7 separate regions of the Mus musculus genome follow, and regions 2, 3, 4, 5, 6 and 7 are each linked to region 1. The links are chromatin contacts, called in public promoter capture Hi-C maps. All regions are on one chromosome and are shown on one strand. The core of a region is the stretch at or near the end of the contact, and the rest is flanking DNA. Distances in the headings are between cores, read along the strand shown. Region 1 holds the start of Rapgefl1 (Rap guanine nucleotide exchange factor (GEF)-like 1). Region 2 holds the start of Vps25 (vacuolar protein sorting 25). Region 3 holds the start of Arl4d (ADP-ribosylation factor-like 4D). Region 4 holds the start of Ezh1 (enhancer of zeste 1 polycomb repressive complex 2 subunit). Region 5 holds the start of Cntd1 (cyclin N-terminal domain containing 1). Region 6 holds the start of Rpl27 (ribosomal protein L27). Region 7 holds the start of Tubg2 (tubulin, gamma 2).

Region 1 (2,700 bases), core at 185-2,684:
GGAGGCCCAAAGCCTTCTGGATGCTGCAGTCTCCTGGTATCTTCCCTTAGAGACCTTCGAATTCATCCCCAATAAAAGCAGCCGAGTTCTGTGACTATCCACATGGCCCCACCAAGTGAGGCGCTCCTACACAGCCAGGGACTCCTGTCAGCGGTTTTCAGGCCTCAGCTATGGTCTGGAGGGCAGCGTACAACCTCAGCGGGAAAGCGTCCACCTTAGGGTGTCAGGCCCTAATTTAGGGGCGTGGGAGGAGGTAGGCAGTATCAAGGGCTCGTGGGAGACTGGCTTAAATAGCCGAGAGAGAGGGAGGGTAGTTGAAGGAGAGAGATGGTTTCCCTTCTTCCCCTAGAATGAAGCTAATGTGGGGAGGAAGGTGGGTGCGCATTACCATGCCCCTTCCCCTACATTACTTCGGGCTTCCCCTCATCCTCTACACCAACACTGAGGACAAGAAAAAACAATCAGGGAGCATCCCCCGGGCCAATCCCTCACCTCCCACCCCCAACCCCGTGCTCTCTTGCTCTGGGATGGATGAGCAGGCTTACCTGAGGCGCTGCTGTCCCTGGTGGTCCCTCCAGCCAGGCGCTCCAGAACCCGGTTCAGAAGATGCTCTGGCCGCTCGGGGGCGCCCAGGGGGGCCCAGGGTGGTGAAGCCAGGGGTTCGCCGGGGGATAGCTCATCTGAGGAGTACGAGGAAGGAGAGCGCAGGGGCACCCCAGATCCTATCGGCCCAGGCCCGGGAACCTCCTCTAGCTGCAGCCAACAGGGCCCCCCACTGCCCGGCTCCTCAGAGACCCCTAATGGCTCTCCCCCTTCCTCCTCAACGGGCGGCTCCAGCCCGGGCTCGGTTGGGGGCTCTCGGAGGAAAGCTGGGAGCAGCAGGCGAGACACGCTCTGACGCCGCTGCAGTGGCCGCAGTCCCCCGGCCGGACCGCCGCCCCCACCAGGGCCCCCACCCCCTCCAGGCCCTCCGCAGCAACCCGGACCCCCGCCGGGACCTCCAGTCACCGCTCGCCCCGCCAGCTGAGACGTCTGCTTCTTCAAAAATTTCTCCAGTGGCTTCATGCCCCCCCCCCCGCCCCTCTCTTAGGGGCCGCCGGGGGACCCAGGTGTCCCAGGCGCGGGCGGGGGGAGGCGGGGACACGATGCTCAGAGCCGGGGGAGCAGAGCCGAGGGCCGTGCCAGGCGTCGGACTGCGAGCGAGAGGTGGCCGAGCCTCGCTGGCCAGAGTCCAGTGGCCAGTGGCCGGGGGAGGTGCCAGAGGGAAGAGGAGCTCGCTCTCAGCGGCCCCCCATGCCGGCTGCGGCCGAAGGGTTGGCAGGCTGAGGGGCTGGTGTCCCCGTCTCAGCGCTCCGGGGCCGGGCTGAGGCGACAGAGGCAGCGGGCGGAGCGCAAGGCTGAGGACGCGGCGGCGGCTGCGCTCCTGGCCCCGGGGAAGGTGGCAGAATTGAGACCGCGCCCCCTCCTCCAGTCCCCGCCCCTACCCTGCTTAGGCCCGCCCCCGCCCGGCCGCGCGAGGCTTGAACTTGGGCTCTGGCGCTGACCGCGAGGAAAATTAGGACTTGGGTTTCTGACAGTCGCAGAAGGGCAAAGGCGAGGGAGAGATCTACCAAAGCAGAGGACTCCTGGCTCTTGATTACCGGGTCTCTTTTGAGCATTTCAAATAACCAGGGCATATGTTTGACCTTGGCACGCCTACCTGTGCACAGGTGAGGCTTATAAAGACTGCTGAACTCTTTGCATCTTTCCCACAATTTTATTTGGTCATTATCTTCCACCTGTTGAGAAGGGCTGGGACGGCGTCTTGGGTAAACTGGTATTGGCACTGGGGGCGGTACCCATATTCCTTTCTGATAGGGTTTAGGGGGTGGTGCAGGGCCGCCCTGTAAGGCAAGTACTGGCAAGTAGGAAAGAGCCAGGCAGAGGCCAGCAGGTTGTGGCAGGTCTAATTGGGGTGAAAAGAGATAGTAGACTGAAAGAGACGACCAAAAGCACAAGGGCATCTTAGCCCAGGTGGTAGCGAAGGGAAGCAAGACTGAAGAGATGTGTAAGTCCCCAAACTGCCAACTATCATCCATCACCTAGCACATTAGTGTATATAGCCATAGAATGGGAGAAATATTGCCCTTACTCCTGGTGGCTACGCCAGAGCATTCTGTCTCCCAGGGTACACTCCACTAGGATGGGGCTGTAGAGACAGTGTGAACACATCCAGGCTTGGTATACATGGTGAAGGAGTGGCACCGGGTTCCTGGTGGGCTGGTGTTCCTTGGGCAAAGTCCCACCCCTGTTTACTGTGCCTCAGCAAGGCATGGATGGACAGGAATGCTAAGAGCTGGGAGTGGTGAAACTGACAGGGTGTGTACTACACTTGTGTTGCTGTCGGTGCAAACTCAGTTCCATGTGTGCTAGAGCATGTGTTCACAGAAATAAAGCTCTGCACACCCATCTGGGGATTTGGAGAGGGAACAAAAAAAAAAAAAAAAAGAAAAAGAAAAAGAAAAAGAAAAAAAAAAGCTCCGATTTTGCTATGAAGCTGGATCTGAGCATTGGTTTCCTGGACAGCCTTAATTGGACACTCGGCCTCTCTTAAGGTTGGAAGTAGGAACTGGCCAGAGTGGCTTAGAGCTCCCCAGGTAACCTTTTAGGAACCAAGAAGAGGGGAGGGCTTCTCTTCTGCACATGCCACAGTTACCAGAT
Region 2 (2,700 bases), core at 31-2,530, 2.4 Mb before region 1:
CAGTTCTTCTAATACAATCTGAATTGACTCCACAGGAAGTTTCCCTGGCTTAAGGTTAAGGGAATGGCCTACATGTAAATTAGGTTAAATAAAACATTTTCGGAGTTCGGCCCACGATAAAGAATGATCTAGCCCCCTCCTTTCCCTGCCATACATACATGCAATTTTTGAAGAAGATATGTTTGCATTTCCTCAATATTCTGGAAAAGGAGGTAAAAAGAAACTTCCAGTTAGAAGGAAGAACTAGCAAAGTGTGTTACAGGCCTGTAATACCAGCTCTTATGGGATGGACACAGGAGAATCACCAGTCCAAGGCTGGGCTGGGCTATAGAGATCAGGTCTCAAATAAAAGGCAAGAGTTTTAGAAAATAAAGGGTGTTACCCTTTACTTCATTCTCTGTGCCTTTTTCTCCACAAATTTTACCTATGAATCAGAGAGCAAAAATAAATGACCCTCACTTCCTGGGAGAGGTGGGGCAAGTCAAAAAAATTATTAAAGATGGTTTGGGATTTGAGGCTCACAGAGAGGAGATTCAAATAGTTTTAAAGGGTCCAGTGTGTAAAGCTTGGGACTTAAAGACCCCAGCACTCATTAACTAGGGTAAAGGGAGCTTGCACTGCCTGCAAAAGTGCATATAAAATGATTATCTGCCATTTAGTTTTGCTGTTTCCCAAGTCCAGGTTGAATAGAAGCCTGCCTACTGTGGGTAAAGGGAGGTGGGGAGATGCAGTCTGGGCATGTAGAAAAGTGTGGGAGTGCGTGTGTGTGGGGGCTGGGGGTGGGCTATGGAAGAGCCTGAGGGAGGATACGCTGTAGCTTGACGTTGTTGAAAAGCGGGCTCTCCTGGGCTTCCATCACCGTCATGCTGGACTGTTTGTGCAGGCGGCAGAAGGACAGAACCAGAGAGCACCAGGCGGCCAGCTGCTTCTGCCGGGTGTCCACGTTCGGCTGTAACCTGCCGGGCGAAGGGAGCAGGACGAGGAATTAAAGCGTGGAAGAGGGCGGCAGCAGCACCAGCCTAGCAGCACGTTAGGGGGAGACAGTGACGGGCTGGCTGGACAGGAAGGCGGCCGGCAGCTCCCGTCTCCCCCGGAACCCCAAGTGAATCATCAGGGCTGAGCCCTGGGCCCCGGGGACGGGAGGGAGCTACACTGGGCTTCTCAGGGTCTGAGCCTCACGTAAAGAAGGGCGGGAAGCGGTACTGCCACGGCCACTCGAAACTCATCGCCATCGTAGTAGCCCAGAAAACCCGGAACCGACAAGGGGCTTCCGGTCTCCGCCTCAGCATGTCCGGGCTGACAGCACAGCAGAAAGGTTCCGGACTCCTCTCGGGAGGCGCCGCAGTGGGATGGGAACGGTTCTTGTCACCAATCTGCTGCTGTCTAAAGAAAAACTTCAACATGAAGCGCAGGAGTTCTGGGTCTTGTCGCTTAAACAGAGGGAAACGGGGGCGGGGGGGGGGGGGGGGGACGACGACACGTAGTTTCCCTCTGCAAATTGCGAGGTCAGCCGAACGCAAGTTAGAATCCACATCTGGAGGCTTCACCTTCGTGTCGGTTGCCAATTTAAACTCATGATGCCGAAATTTCCTGCATTCCCACCCAGGTTGACTTCACTCTTAAATTTCCTGTAGGATCATGGGAGCATATTGTGTGGTTTGCATCGCTATACGCGATTTTCAAAGAATCAAAACTTATTGCTTTTTTCAAAGAATCAAAACTAACGTTTAGCTCTTAACCTCTTCCTTTCTAGACCCCAGACTTGGAATCCCTTTGGCTTCATCTGACTCATACCCAGCCTACACTAGTCAGATCTGTCCCTTTGCCTGCCTAAACTACGGGTCAGTTCCCAAACCAGAATTACTGTTTCCATTCTCCCAACAGTACTTCCACTGCTGAGCTGTGGAAAATTGCTGAAGACCAACCAGAACATGTTTACTGAGTCCCGGGCTCGCTGACTAATCTCACTACTGGACTCTCAGGGGAGCCTTGTTGGATCTAGAAATACAAGTTTGGGAGTCTTCTGACCTGACATGCAATATGAACCCATTTAAGGGATAAGAGCACTAAACAAAAGGTGTATTGAAAAGAAGGCTGACCTTGGGCTGCTAGGAGATGCTCACCTTTAAAGAGCGAGAAGAAGCTGGGCTGTTTTCATTGATTCCCTGTTATCCTCATTCAAAATAGTCCGCCTGTGTCTATCTTTCTGTTCCCTGAAGAATTATTGTGAGAATCCCTTAATCTCTCTCTGTCACAATGTTTAATTCATAGCTCCAAAGCTCCTCCCCATTTTTTCTTCCTTTGCCTTTTGAACTCAAAACTGCCATTCTTCCTTTACAAGTAACGTGTTGCCTCAATTTTTCAATTTCTTTCCGGATATCACTATCATCATGCCTCCCTCCCTTTCTGTGTAGCTCACTTTATTTCTATTTAAAAGTAATGTTAGGGCTGGTGAGATGGCTCAGCAGGTAAAGAGCACTGACTGCTCTTCTGAAGGTCCTGAGTTCAAATCCCAGCAGCCACATGGTGGCTCACAATCACTCGTAATGAGATCTGACGCCCTCTTCTGGTGTGTCTGAAGACAGCTACAGTGTACTCATATACATACATAAACAAATAAATCTTAAAAGAAAAAAAAAATGTTAGCTGAGCACACCTTTATCCCAGAGCTCAGCCTTTAATCCCACTGCCTCAACCTTC
Region 3 (2,700 bases), core at 102-2,601, 2.8 Mb before region 1:
TCCTGACCCCCAACATCCCACACTTGGAAAGTGATCCCACGGGAACCCCCCAGGGGCACGCGGATCTTCTCAGTATTAAAGCCCTTGGTGGGGACGCTCTGGACAAACTCCTTGAACTTGAGACGGTAAAGAAGGGAAGTCTTCCCCGCGGAATCCAACCCAATGACGACGACATGCAGGGCCTGGAAGTGCGGCAGAAAGGACGAGGCTGTAGGGGCCATTTCAGTCAAGTGGTTCCCCATGGTGAGCTAGGGTGCAGGGTGGACCTCAGGAGTAGGTCTGGGACTCCAGCAGAGGCCAAGAAGAGGAGACCTTAAAACGGCAGGTAGCACAAGCTGGGGTGTCTAAACAAGGCCAAAAAAGAAACGAGAAAGGTTTAGAATAAACGAATTTGCAACTTTTGGGTCCTTCCCCTAAACCTGCACCCTACCCTTCTAAATATTCCTTTTATTAAAACAAGGTTTGCCCCAGCAGTGGTGGAGCACACCTTTAATCCCAGCACTTGGGAGGCAGAGGCAGGTGGATTTCTGAGTTCGAGGCCAGCCTGGTCTACAGAGTGAGTTCCAGGACAGCCAGGGCTACACAGAGAAACCCTGTCTAGAAAAACAAAAAAGAAAAAAAAAAAGATTTTTAAGTGCCTCTTTTTCCAAAGTAAAGAAAAAATATTTTGTGCGTGTGTGTAAGCCACTCACAGCTTGAGTGTTAAAGTCAGGACAACTTACAAGAGTATGTGGGTCTCAGGAACCAATTAGGGTCCTCATGTTTTAGGGTAGGCGCTTTTAAACCATCTCCAATGCCTTTCTCCTTCCCCTCTTCTTAAAAATAAAAAATAAAAAAAGTAGCTACAGGTGTAACAAGGCGTGCTCCTGTCCCAGGGACTCCTAGGAGAGGCCCTGAGGTCAGAGAAACTCTCGGGCACTAGGATCTTCGAGGGTGCGGATCTTGCAGGCAAGATCCGAAGTAAGGTCGTTTCCCTGCACCCCTCTCCGAGATTGAGAGAAAGCAGAAGCTGTGCTCTCCACTCCCCAGAGGAGAAATCTCGCATGAAGGAGGCGGTCGGGCAGTGTGCCCAAAGTAAGAGCACCGATGTGGGTCGGGCTCCCACAAGCACCGCATACCCACAACGGTGGCACGCCCCTGCGGGCGCTTTGACCACCACCACACGGCCCTGCAACTCTCCAGCCAGCGGTCGACGCCCGCTCCCCTAAGCCCCGCAAGCCGGCGCCTTTGCATGGTCCAGACACCCTCCTTTACCTTCAGCCAGCCGCACTCTCCGCGAGCCACGCCAACCAGACACCGACTCGTCGCGTCTCAGCCACAGCGGACTTTGCAGTGCCGCTGCTCCGGTTCCTCGTTAAAAACCCTCTCGTGACGTCACACGACGCGGCCCAATCAGCGTCCCGGAGGCGGGGACTGAGCCAGCCTCTGCAGCCCCAGCCTGGAAATGGAGAGCTCGTTCTATCCGGAACCGCTTTATTTTAATCTTTTCTACCTTATTCAGTATTTGGAACAGAGCCTGGAACTCATTAGGGCTGGGAGGTGGGACAGACTAAAGGAACAGGCGTGGCTGCGCCTGACGAGAGCATGGAACGGAATGTCTAATAATGACACTACCCCATCCACTTGCCCTCAATCCGGCTGCCCCCCCCCCATACTTTCCTTCCACCTAAAGATCTGCTCGAAGAGATTCTGACATGTTTTCGTATCTTACCTCATTCAGTAGTACTCATTCAAGTCACTGTCTTCATCTAGTTTGCAAAGCAGTATTTACCTGGAGCTCTGATACAGCTGATTCATAATACTAAGCCCATTTAATGTATATAGGAGTACGGGGACGCTGACACACCAGAAGAGGGCATCGGATCCCCTTACAGATGGTTGTGAGCCACCATGTGGTTGCTGGGAAATGGATTCAGGACCTCTGCAAGGGCAGCAGTGCTCAGTGTCAGTTAAGCCAGTGGGTCAGTATATGCCCATGTGTTCAGTAGGAAATGTCAGATCTCCTGGAACCAGAATTAGAGACAGTGGTGACTGCCTCATATGGGTGCTGGGAACCGAACCTGGGTCCGCTGGAAGAGTAATAAGTGCTCTTAACCACTGAGCCATTGCTTCAAGGGATAAGGGGGTGGGGGGAGTATTTTTTGAGACAGGGTCTTTCTATATAACCCTAGCTATCCTGGAACTCACTATGTAGACTAGGGTGGCCTCATACACAAAATAATCCACCTGCCTCTGCCTTTAAGATTAAAGGCATGAAACCAGGCAGTGGTAGTGCATGCCTTTAATCTTGGGAGGCAGTGGCAGGCAGATTTCTGTGTTCGAGGCCATCCTGATCTACAGAGTGAGTTCCAGTACAGCCAGGGCCACACAGAGAAACCATCTCGGGAAAAAAAAAGGAAAAAAAAGGATTAAAGGCATGAGCCATCATATCCAGCTATATTTGGTTTTTTTGTGTGTGTGTTTTGAGATAGGAATCTCATTATGTAGCTCAGGCTATCCTGGACATCCTAACAATCTTTGGGCCTCAGCTTCCTGCATATAGAGCATGGAGGACCCCATTACCTCACAGTAGCATGTTAGGGACTGTTGTCTGTTTCTTACAGGTACAGAAAGCTGCAGATGGATAAAAGACTTAGTTATGATCACATTTAGGTCATATGTGGCTGAGCAAGATCTGTCTGAATTCAGTGCCAGGATGCT
Region 4 (2,700 bases), core at 85-2,584, 2.4 Mb before region 1:
CAGGGTTGGGGGCAGGGTATGCCAGGTAGGAACTGAAGGGTTGCTGGGAGAACTTGGAGGCCAGGTCCACTTTGATATGTAAAATATGCACCTCAGTCCCTTTTCTGCAGACACCTGCCTCTGCCTCTGCCTCCAAAGTGCTGGGATTAAAGATGTGTGCCACCACTATACCTACCTCCAAAGTTTTTGATAAAAGGAAAAGAATAGTGGAGGCTGGAGAGATGGTACAGTGGATAAGAACAAAGGCGACTTTAAAAAGGACCAAGATTTGATCTTCAGCACCTACATGGTACCTCACTACGGTTAGCAACTCCAGTCCCAGGGGATCTGATGGCCTCTTTTGGCCTCCAAGTATGCCCACAAACACATGGTACAGATACATACACCCAGGCACACACACACACACACACACACACACACACACACACACTAAAACAAACAAATGCATCGTTAAAAAATAACTAAAAGTCCGGGGAGTGGTGGTGCATGCCTTTAATCCCAGCACTTGGGAGGCAGAGGCAGGCAGATTTCCGAGTTTGAGGCCAGCCTGGTCTACAAAATGAGTTCCAGGACAGCCAGTGCTACACAGAGAAACCCTGTCTCGAAAAAAACAAAAACAAAACGAAAACGAAAAACCACCCCCCCCAAAAAAACAAAAAACCAAAACCAAAAACCACCATAGCATGTATTAAAACACACATACGCAAATAAATAAATAATAAAATATTTTGAAAAAAAGAACCTGTTCGTTTCTGATGATGGATATTTCTTGCCTCTATAGTTACTATTCCCTTTTTGTAATATTAAGTATCTTGTGGAGAGGTTTAAAAAATATTCTCGAGGGCTGGAGAGATGGCTCAGCGGTTAAGAGCGCCGACTGCTTTTCTGAAGGTCGTGAGTTCAAATCCCAGCAACCACATGATGGCTCACAACCATCCGTAATGATATCTGATGCCCTCTTCTGGGGTGTCTGAAGACAGCTACAGTGTACTTACATATAATAAATAAATAAATAAATATTAAAACAATATTCTCAAGCCGGGCGTGGTGGCGCACACCTTTGATCCCAGCACTTGGGAGGCAGAGGCAGGCTGTCTTCCAAAATTTGACTTGTAAGTTGTCTAAACACGGTTGGCAATGGTGCGCTGCTGAATAAAGTCTTCAAGAAGAGATCTGTGGCTCCAGGATGACTTTTCTCTGACAGCGCCACCTAGGAAAGTGTCGGACTAGAGCTACATCACCTTAGCGAAAACACACACCTGCGAAGACCGCAGCCCAGGTGATCCACCCTCAGAGTGCGCACGCGCACGGAGGGGAGGCGCGGGGCGTGGCCGCGGCGCAGGGGCGTGGCCGTAGCGCGCAGGCGTCCTAGTGGCGGGTGGCTGCGTCTCAGGATGGAGGGTGAGTGAGTAAACAAGACGGGGCTGGGCGGTGGGGCCGGGCCTGGGCTTGGCGTGACGCTTGAACCTCAGGGCTGGGGAGGCGAAGAAATGAGGAAACTGAGGGCCACACCATTGCCTGACCCGGGGTAGCGCGAAGCCTGTCGTCCCGAGTGTGGTGGGACCCGGGGCGACAGCGCGTGCGAGCTGCGGGGGGCCGCGTGGCGGAGGGGGCGCGGCGGGGGCGGACCCGGCTGGTGGCCCGTGCCAACGTGGGTGGGCCTTGGCGTCTGCCAGGGGACCCTGACTCTTGTAAGCGGGAGGGCCAGAGGCCCGGGTGGCTCGGGCTCGCAGAGGCTTTGAGTGATGTTGAGGAAGGGGTGGCCAGGCCGAGATGCCCGCCAAGTGTGAGAGGTTCTTAAGACGCCCAAGTGTCAGGGTCGAGATTCCCGGGGTCGCGCGGCACCTCCTCAACATTTTGCTCCCGGACCTTGTCGCTGGTCTAACTCGCCTCACTTTAGTTCCGGGTTTGAGTGAGGATTTGTCTTCAAACTGTGACTGTCTCTCCCGTCCCCAGAATTCCCAGAAACGATATGTAAATGAACGCATCCCGAAGTAAAAGGGAAGGTGCTATATTTGGGACATAACTTGTCAGGAAGTAGATGTGAGACAAAGCTTTAAGAGAATTTTTTTTGGGGGCGTGTTTCGAGACAGGGTTTCTCTGTGTAGCCTGACTGTCCTGGAACTCACTCTGTAGACCAGGCTGGCCTCGAACTCAGAAATCCGCCTGCCTCTGACTCCCAGTGCTGGGATTAAAGGAGTGCACCACCACGCCTGGCGAGAATTGTTAAGATTTAGTTGTTTGGGTTTTTGTTGTTGTTGTTGTTGTTTGTTTGTTTGTTTTTAATGTGTGTGCACTCTATGTATGGATGGTTCCAGGGACATCGAATCCCTTGGTACTAGAGTTAAGGATGCTTACATACCACCATGTGGGAGCAGGGAACTGAGCCAGTCCTTGTTGTTTGCAAGAGCAACAAGTGTTCTTAACCGCTGAGCAGGCTTTTCACCATGTGGGACGAGCTTACTTTGGTCAAAGTGACCACTGAGATGATGTAGGTGGTGGGGCACAAGGAAGAGAATGGAAATAGATTAGATGGAGGTTAGTGTTGGAGGTGTGGGTAAACTGATTAGCCAAAGTATGGAACCTATGCCTTGGGAAACAGAGCCAAGGATCACAAAGAATTGGATATGTACAGGGAGGACATTGAAAATGTAGAGACTTTTGGGGTACATTTGCTACATGATATCTCAGAATAAGAAA
Region 5 (2,700 bases), core at 44-2,543, 2.4 Mb before region 1:
AGTTAAGAGCACTGGCAGGTCTTCCAGAAAACCTGGGTTCAATTCCCAGCACCCACATCAGGTGGCTCACAACTGCCTATAATTCTCAATTCTTCTTTTTTCCTGCTAAAACAAGTATAAAGTTCTCTCCCCTGACAGACATTCAGACCTCTGCTTGGAATGTCTCCAAACTACTTTCCTGGCCTTACTCTCTATTGCTTCTCCATATGCTCTGGTCAACCTGGACAACTAAACCCTCCGCTCCCAGCCTCCCTCTTGTTTTCCCAAGTTTTATTCATGGTATCATTCAATCCCTGGACCTCATCTTACCACTCCTTTAAATTCTCATAGTAGCTTGTATTCTCTGTGTCAATCACTCTAACCGTTATTTGTATCCACTTGCTCATATGTTAACAATTCCCACCTAAAGACTACATAGTTTGAGAGCAATGGCTAGATTGCAGTTCCCTCTTTCTATACCAGGCAATGTAAATGATAAGCACTCTAAACACGTTTATGGAAAGAAGAGTAAAGGGGGCTGGTGGTGGAGAGATGGCTCAAGCAGTTAGAAGCACTGGCTACCCTTCTAGAGGACCAGGGTTCAATTCCCAGCACCCATATGGCAGCTCACAGCTGTCTATAACCTCAGTTTCAGGTGATTGGATACCCTCATACAGACATACATTAATTTTAAAAGGGGGGGGACTCCCCATGATGCCGTGTGCTTTTAATCCCAGCATCTGGGAGTCAGAACATCTGTCAATTCCAGGCCAGCCTAAGCTACAGAGAGTGTTCCAGGTCATGACTCCACAGTGAGACTTTGTCTTTAAAAATAAAAATAAAAAAAGGCACGTGGGGAGTGGTGCAGGGAAGTGGGGGTTAAGAAATAAAAAAAAGAGTGCTAGTAAGCCTCGTTCATCGCTTATAAGCCCCACGACCTCGCACAACAAGAGTACTAGCAAAATATTTGAGTGAAAAACAAAGATCAACGCTCCCCTGCCTCCCGTAAACCTGACTCCCCACTCTGCATCCACACCCACGATCCGGGTCTCCCTGAAGCTGCCCGTCCGTCCCGCAGCCTCCTTCACGGCTTGCTCGTTCTGCTGGGCCAAGTGAAGCAGGGCGTTTTCGATAGTCTCTGTGGTAACCACTCCGAACTGAAAGTCACTACAGTTCACCAGCCTGGGCCTCAAGGGTCCTTCCATATTCATAAGTCTTTCGGAGTACTTGGACAGTTTACGGGATCCATAAACTGGCCTCCTTAGCTTATTTCCAGAATCTTCTGCCACACCTTGGATTCTTCCTTCCCTTTCTATATGTTTGCCCTCGCTTCGAATCTGAGAAAAAACATAATGTCCACCACGGCTTCGAACGGTCAACAGCTTTTCGCGCCCCAACTGACACAGAGAGCTCAGCCAATCAGAAAGCAGGGCGCTTTTCACCTTTCCTGTCCCTCCTCTAGGGCGGAGAGACCCTGCCTCTACCCAGAAAACTCCACGTGGACTACAGCTCCCAGAGTTCCTTGCTGAAGTCAAAGACTACAATTCCTGGCGAGTTCCGGGCTTGACGGCTTAGGGCGGAGCAGCAACATGGCGGCCCCTGGAGCTGGTGACCCTCTGAATGCTAAGAATGGAAATGCTCCATTCGCTCAGCGCATCGACCCGTCGCGGGAGAAATTGACCCCAGCGCAGTTGCAGTTTATGCGGCAGGTGCAACTTGCCCAGTGGCAGAAAACACTGCCACAGCGGCGGACCCGGAACATCATGACCGGCCTGGGCATCGGGGCCCTGGTGTTAGCTATTTGTATCCGTCCTGGCTATACCGCATATGGGGTTAGGGAAAAGGGAACAAGACGTGTAGCTTTTAATGTGCGGGCAAATGAGGTTCATGCCTAATCTTACTATATATACGCAGCGCGTATTGGCTTAGTAATAACAATTGGTTAAGGGTTCAAAAGGAGCAAAAGGGTGGCAATCCAAAATCATTAATTTGGGAAAACAGCAAGGGTGGCTAGACGAAAGGAATGCCCATGTGCTTTGTGGTTTCCTGAACCCACTCCGTCAGATGGTTACACCTTCTACTCGGTGGCCCAAGAGCGTTTCCTTGATGAGCTGGAAGATGAAGCCAAAGCTGCCCGAGCCCGTGCTCTTGAGAGAGAGCGAGCTTCGGGACCCTAACTGTATGGACCATCTTCAAACTGCTGGATCCCCTGTATATGTTGAATGATGCCTGGTGGTCTTACAGCATCACTGGCACACTAACGTCGGACTGTGTGATTGAGCCCAAGAAGCCAGAGACTATGCATTTGGCCGCTGCCAAGGGGGGGATTGCTCACTTCACGTGCAGTTTGTCCAGTTACTCAGCCCTTTTTATTTCCTTGTTTGAGAGGTATGCAACCTTGCCTTTACCCAAACTTTGTGGTTTACCCCTTCACCTCCCAGGGGCCCCGACTCTTAAGGGGGAGGGTGTGGCTTAACTGCAGCGTTGGAACCTTAAAGTGGGAAAGATAGGGTCAAGTTAAAGTAATAAAATGAGTCATGTCTCCCGAAGCCAAGCTAGTGTGTGGGGGCAGAGAGACATATGGCACTTCACGCTGGAAAGCTCCCTGGCACTAGCTGCAGCGGTGGCATTGCCCCAGGGAGCTGTAAATGTTTAACTAGAATTACTTTTTCCGTGAGATCTTTCCACCTGATTTAAGGGAGAGATTACTGGACTGTTTGA
Region 6 (2,700 bases), core at 139-2,638, 2.6 Mb before region 1:
AAAGGACTTGATCTTGGATCGCTTGGCGATCTTCTTCTTGCCCATGGCAGCTGTCACTTTCCGGGGATAGCGGTCAATTCCAGCCACCAGGGCATGGCTGTAAGGGCGGTCCGAGGTGCCATCGTCAATGTTCTAGACGAGAAAAGGGAAAAAGAAAAGTCACGTTACTGCTTCGGCCCCATCTTAGTAAAACTATGTTTACTGAATACACCCTCCACATCTCTAGATTACTCCTTTAATGCTAAGAGTCAACAGGACAGTAACTCTGAGTTAGCCAGTGTTGACTCCTGTCACAAGGAGATTTAGAAGTCCATCAAGGCTAACACTCAAAGTGACCCCTAACACCTTCCCCCATGAAGCTAGTTAAGGTTAAAGCCCAGACTGCAAAGCGGGCAGCCTAACTAACCGGTTCTAGCTAAATGACAGGAGCAGGAAGCTGGAGAGGCCAGTGGTCTTGTGGCTAGGACCACAAGGGTTTATAAAACTGGTAAGAGGCAAGTAGCAAAACGCTCAAACACACCCAGGGGATGCTCTCTAAGTGTAAGTAGTGTCTCCCATCCTACATCCTCTCAGCTGCCTGCAGCACCCATTACTTTGACCTTAAGTAACTTAACACCTCGAAACCTTAGTGCCGGAAATTAAGTTACTGCAAGAACTATACACCACAGCTGTAATATGTACAATACACAGTGGCCACCATTACTACCCATTATGCATTCGCCAGTGCCTATTGTTAGGACAGATCTTAAATTCCCATCCGGCTCATCTTATCCAGCAGCCGAAATCCGCACATGCAAGCAGTCTCAAGAGCCCCGGGGGTCTGGTACCTTCACGATGACGGCTTTGCGTCCGGAGTAGCGTCCGGCCAGGACCAGCACCACTTTCCCGGGTTTCATGAACTTGCCCATCTCTGCAGAGACAAAGACAAGGAAGGAGCCGCTCACAAGTGTGTAAAGCGGAAGGCCCCGGAGCCGACGTCTACCTGCGAGCCCCGGTCGTAGGCCCGCGACTTTAGATCACCCGCTGCCGACTCCGCCACGCGGCCCGGAGGTCCTGCTCGAGGGATGCGACTCCCCGTGAAGCCGCCAGAGGCTCAGAGTCCGAATGAGCCCAGCAACCCGACCCCGGGACCGCGATGGCGGCGGATTGCAAGACCCTCTCCAGGCCTTTACTCACCGACAGCAGGCAGCCGGCACCCAGCAGAAAGGAAAGGAGGGCACTTCCGCTAACCTTTCACCTTACGGAGAGGTGGCTTCACTTCCTGTCCCGCCTCCCAGGCCCAGCCATGCCCCACGGTTGGTGGTCAAAGTTGTTGGCGGAAGGAGCTCGTCAGGGAGGGTCGGGCACTGCGTTTTTGAACCAAGCTTTATTAGCAGCACGAGCAGCAGACAGGAACAGAGCGTTCCGGTTCCGGCGTGTGGAGGGAGGAGCGAGGATGACACCTGAATGTGAGCTCTGTTCTGTCCCCTTCATTGCTGTAGTCCCCTACTCTGCCACTAGGAGGAGGACAGAGTCTGAAATTCACAGTTTTGCTTTGTAAGACCGGGCTTTGCGGGGGTGTGTGTGTGGGGGGGTGTGGGTGTGTGTGTGTGTGTCAGTGGTGGGCGGGGGTGTGTTTGTGTGTGTGTGTGCTGCATAAACCTGTAATCCCATCGTTTGAGGGGCTGAGACAAGAGTTCCAGTTCTAGTCCAACGTAGGTTACATAGACTCTGTCTTCCATAGGTAAATAAATTACAATTTATTTTAATTTAAATAATTTAAAATTATTATCCATAAGAAACAAAATGACAGCCGGGCGTGGTGGCGCACGCCTTTAATCCCAGCACTTGGGAGGCAGAGGCAGGCGGATTTCTGAGTTCGAGGCCAGCCAGGTCTACAAAGTGAGTTCCAGGACAGCCAGGGCTATAAAGAGAAACCCTGTCTCGAAAAACCAAAAAAAAAAAAAAAAAAAAAAAAAGAAACAAAATGACCTCCTCGCGCACAGTTAGATGAAAAATGAAAAATGGAAAAGATCAGACAGTATCCTTATCTCCAACATTCAACCCGATGATGTCAGATATTGACTACAATAAGCATGTGGTACTCCTAGCTTTTAAAATATATTTTTAAATTAAAATATATATTATATATTTGTATATATATATATATATATATATATATATATATATATACACACATATATGTTGAGATTTAGATTTTGTTTTGTTTTGTTTGGTTTGGTTTTTTTTTTGAGACAGGGTTTCTTTGTGTAGCCCTGGCTGTCCTGGAACTCACTCTGTAGACCAGGCTGGCCTCGATAGATTTATTTTTATTTTTTTGTATGAGTATTTTGCTTTTTTGCCTGCATGTATGTATATGCACCAAGATGAGTGTCTATTCTCCAAGGAGGTCAGAGGAAAATGTTGGATGCCCTGGAACTGGTTTTACAGATGATTGTGAGTCACTGTGTGGGTGCTGGGAATTGAGCCTGGGTTCTCTGCAGATCTTCTGCAAGAGCAGAAACTGCTCTAAGTACCATCATCTCTCCAGCCCCTATTTATTATTACTTCAATATTTTTCAGTTCATTTTTTTTTTTTTTAAAGATTTATTTATTATTTTATGTAAGTACACTGTAGCTGTCTTCAGACACACCAGAAGAGGGAGTCAGATCTTGTTACAGATGGTTGTGAGCCACCATGTGGTTGCTGGGATTTGAACT
Region 7 (2,700 bases), core at 167-2,666, 2.3 Mb before region 1:
CATAAAATTTACATAACCTTCCCTAGCAGTCCCTCCTCTCAACATACCCATTTGTCTCTTTATTTCTTTCTTTTTTTTTTTTTTTTTTTTTTTTTTTTAAAGATTTATTTATTATTATATGTAAATACACTGTAGCTGTCTTCAGACACACCAGAAGAGGGAGTCAGATCTTGTTAGGGATGGTTGTGAGCCACCATGTGGTTGCTGGGATTTGAACTCTGGACCTTCAGAAGAGCAGTCGGGTGCTCCTACCCACTGAGCCATCTCACCAGCCCCCGTCTCTTTATTTCTTGCAAGTCTAACCTGGACGGATCCCCAGACTGGCTTGAGCCTTTCCTTATCCTAGGCTAGGATTACCAAGGAACTCTAGGAGTGACACCTGGGAGAATCCTCTGCCCCAGTTGTTGCCAGCTCCTCCGCCATGCTCCGACAGGTAGATGTTCTCCGGGTTGTAGAGCTTAGCATAGGAGGAGTTGAGGATGGAATGGATCACCCGGGGCTCCAGGTCCAGCAGCACAGCCCGGGGGATGTAGTGCTCATCATCTGCCTGTCAGAGGTAAGCCAGGATGGGTCAAGTCCTGAAGCCTCCCAACTCTGGCTCCTGCAGGCCCTCCCTTAAGATAGCCACTCTGTTCCCATCCATCCACTCAGAGAGTTTCCCAGCACCAGATCGCGCTGCCAGTCCCTTCAGGTCCCCATGGTCCTGGTCAAGTCACTGGGGGGGAGGGGCGGGGGGCACCTGGTAGAAAAAGACATCCTTTCGGTCAGTGCCCTCGGTGGCGAACTCCTCTACGATGCCCTCGGGGCTGATTCCATGTTCAGCACACAGCTGTTTCCAGAACTCGAACCCAACTGGGGGAGGAGGAAGAGGCCCAAGTCTGCTACAGCTTTAAGGCCTGAGGAGCCCAGGCTCAGAGGCTATTACATTCCAGAAGGTGACCCAAGACACCTGGGTCTGGAAGTTGTCACAGCCCAGGGCTAAGGAGGCAGCTCTTGCCTGGATCATCATGCGCAATAGAAAAGGTGGATCATGGGAAGGACAAAGGGGATTGATGGGTACCAGGCACTTGAGTGCAGCCTGAGGGATTGAACCAGAGGGATAGAAGCGGGGCACCGTGGTCGCTTGCTCACTCTGGTTGCCGCACTGGCCCAGCTGCAGGGTGATGATCTCCCGGGGCATCGCCGATCAGACCTAGCTCGTCCGCCCCGGCCTGGCGGCGGGGGTCACGACTGAGAGGAACTCCTGCCAGCCGGAGGCGCAGGACATGGGGAACGCGCTGTCGACTGATGTTTTGACGCGGGCGCTGGGTCTGCGCGTGTGCAGTGTGGGCCTCTCCGCAGCCGGCGGGCGGCAGAGCCCATCCTGGGCATCATTTTCTCTCTTAGCAATTGCAGCTGGAATTCAGCACAGGCGCAGAGCGAGGCCACGCTTCCTGTCACTATGTGCGCTTGCGCACGGTAACATTTGGCCAGCCGAGGATCCCCAGGGGTGTGGGGGAGGGAAGGGAGAAGTGGCCAGGTGGATGCACCAAGTGTGGGAGTCACCTGCCTACACCTGCCGGATATGCTAAATTGAGGGGCTACATTTAAGCCAACTCTTTTCAAGTGAGCATGCAAGGGAAGTGCTACTATATGTGGGTGTACATGTATGTGTGTTTACATATATTCTTTTTTTTTTTTTCTTTTTGGTTTTTCAAGACAGGTTTCTCTGTGTAGCCTTGTCTGTCCTGGAACTCACTCTATAGACCAGACTGCCTCAAACTCATAGATCTGCCTACCTCAGCCTCCCGAGTGCTGGGATTAAAAGCGTTCAGCTATTTTCATATTCTTACACTATGAAAAATACAAAGTTTGTCAGCTGGGACCAGGTGTGGTGGCTCGTGCCTTTAATCCCCAGCACTTGGGAGACAGTGGGAGGCAGATCTCTGTGAGTTCTAGGTCATCCTGTTTAGTGAATATCAGGCCAGCTGGAGCTACATAGTGAGACCCTGGGTAATAAAATAAGTCATCTCAGGCTGGCAGGTGTCATAAAGGCCCTTACTGCCAAGCCTGACCACATCGGAGTTTGATTGCAGGGTCCTCATGGTGGAAATAAGGAATCAAGAACGAACTCCTGGATTATCCTTTGACCTCTCTATATGCGTACTCTTGGAGTATGCAAACCTGCAAGGAATAAATAAATAAATGTAATTAGAAAGTACGTCCAGACACTGGTTTAAGTTCGGGGACCCCAGTGGAGAAATCAGGGCAAGGACTGAAGGAGGCTGAAGGGATTTGCAGCCCCATAGGAAGAACAACAGTATCAACCAAACAGAACCCCCTCCCCCAAAGCTCCCAAGGACTAAATCACTAACCAAAGAGAACACATTGGGGGACCCATGGCATAGCTGGATATGTAGCAGAGGATGGCCTTGTTATACATCAATGGGAGGGGAGCCCCTTGGTCCTGTGGAGGCTCAATGGTCCAGGGTAGGGGAATGACAGAGTGCTGAGGCAGGAGTGGGTAGGTGGGTGGGGGAGCACCCTCATAGAGGCAGGGGGAAGAGGAAAGGGGATAGGGAGTTTGTGGAGGGGAAACTGGGAGGGGGGATAACATTTGAAATGTCAATAAAATAACCAATAAAAATGAAAATATAGGGGCTGGAGAGATGGCTCAGTGGTTAAGAGCACTGACTGCTCTTCTGAAGGTCCTGAGTTCAA

What was found. Promoter capture Hi-C pulls out the DNA fragments that hold promoters and counts their contacts.
Region 2: a contact with region 1 is called in a promoter capture Hi-C map of hippocampal neurons, with 8 times the contacts expected there. The contact joins the promoter of Vps25 here to the promoter of Rapgefl1 in region 1. A contact is called at or near these places in 2 of 39 promoter capture datasets (hippocampal neurons and pre-B cells).
Region 3: a promoter capture Hi-C map of hippocampal neurons shows a contact between it and region 1, with 2.4 times the contacts expected there. The contact joins the promoter of Arl4d here to the promoter of Rapgefl1 in region 1. A contact is called at or near these places in 2 of 39 promoter capture datasets (hippocampal neurons and pre-B cells).
Region 4: a contact with region 1 is called in a promoter capture Hi-C map of hippocampal neurons, with 5 times the contacts expected there. The contact joins the promoter of Ezh1 here to the promoter of Rapgefl1 in region 1. A contact is called at or near these places in 3 of 39 promoter capture datasets (embryonic stem cells, hippocampal neurons and liver).
Region 5: a contact with region 1 is called in a promoter capture Hi-C map of hippocampal neurons, with 7 times the contacts expected there. The contact joins the promoter of Cntd1 here to the promoter of Rapgefl1 in region 1. A contact is called at or near these places in 2 of 39 promoter capture datasets (hippocampal neurons and liver).
Region 6: a contact with region 1 is called in a promoter capture Hi-C map of stem cell-derived epiblast-like cells, with 3 times the contacts expected there. The contact joins the promoter of Rpl27 here to the promoter of Rapgefl1 in region 1.
Region 7: a contact with region 1 is called in a promoter capture Hi-C map of hippocampal neurons, with 8 times the contacts expected there. The contact joins the promoter of Tubg2 here to the promoter of Rapgefl1 in region 1. A contact is called at or near these places in 2 of 39 promoter capture datasets (hippocampal neurons and liver).

The regions. Positions count from the first base shown.
Region 1 is chr11:98,835,519-98,838,218 of GRCm38.p6, reverse strand. Rapgefl1 (Rap guanine nucleotide exchange factor (GEF)-like 1) reads right to left here and starts at 1,434. Exons shown (of 15, transcript NM_001080925.1): 1 at 546-1,434. The coding sequence starts at 1,065.
Region 2 is chr11:101,252,287-101,254,986 of GRCm38.p6, reverse strand. It overlaps Vps25 (vacuolar protein sorting 25), which reads right to left and starts at 1,280. Exons shown (of 6, transcript NM_026776.5): 1 at 1,180-1,280; 2 at 811-956; 3 at 1-44. The coding sequence starts at 1,232.
Region 3 is chr11:101,664,192-101,666,891 of GRCm38.p6, reverse strand. Arl4d (ADP-ribosylation factor-like 4D) reads right to left here and starts at 1,351. Exons shown (of 2, transcript NM_025404.3): 1 at 1,255-1,351; 2 at 1-344. The coding sequence starts at 242.
Region 4 is chr11:101,225,097-101,227,796 of GRCm38.p6, reverse strand. Ezh1 (enhancer of zeste 1 polycomb repressive complex 2 subunit) reads left to right here and starts at 1,334. Exons shown (of 21, transcript NM_007970.3): 1 at 1,334-1,401.
Region 5 is chr11:101,277,796-101,280,495 of GRCm38.p6, reverse strand. Cntd1 (cyclin N-terminal domain containing 1) reads right to left here and starts at 1,293. Exons shown (of 7, transcript NM_026562.2): 1 at 1,016-1,293. The coding sequence starts at 1,190. It overlaps Coa3 (cytochrome C oxidase assembly factor 3), which reads left to right and starts at 1,548. Exons shown (of 2, transcript NM_026618.2): 1 at 1,548-1,782; 2 at 2,044-2,526. The coding sequence starts at 1,569. The coding sequence ends at 2,156.
Region 6 is chr11:101,440,933-101,443,632 of GRCm38.p6, reverse strand. It overlaps Rpl27 (ribosomal protein L27), which reads right to left and starts at 1,388. Exons shown (of 5, transcript NM_011289.3): 1 at 1,177-1,388; 2 at 828-910; 3 at 1-132. The coding sequence starts at 908.
Region 7 is chr11:101,154,600-101,157,299 of GRCm38.p6, reverse strand. It overlaps Tubg2 (tubulin, gamma 2), which reads right to left and starts at 1,416. Exons shown (of 11, transcript NM_134028.2): 1 at 1,132-1,416; 2 at 740-852; 3 at 380-547. The coding sequence starts at 1,180.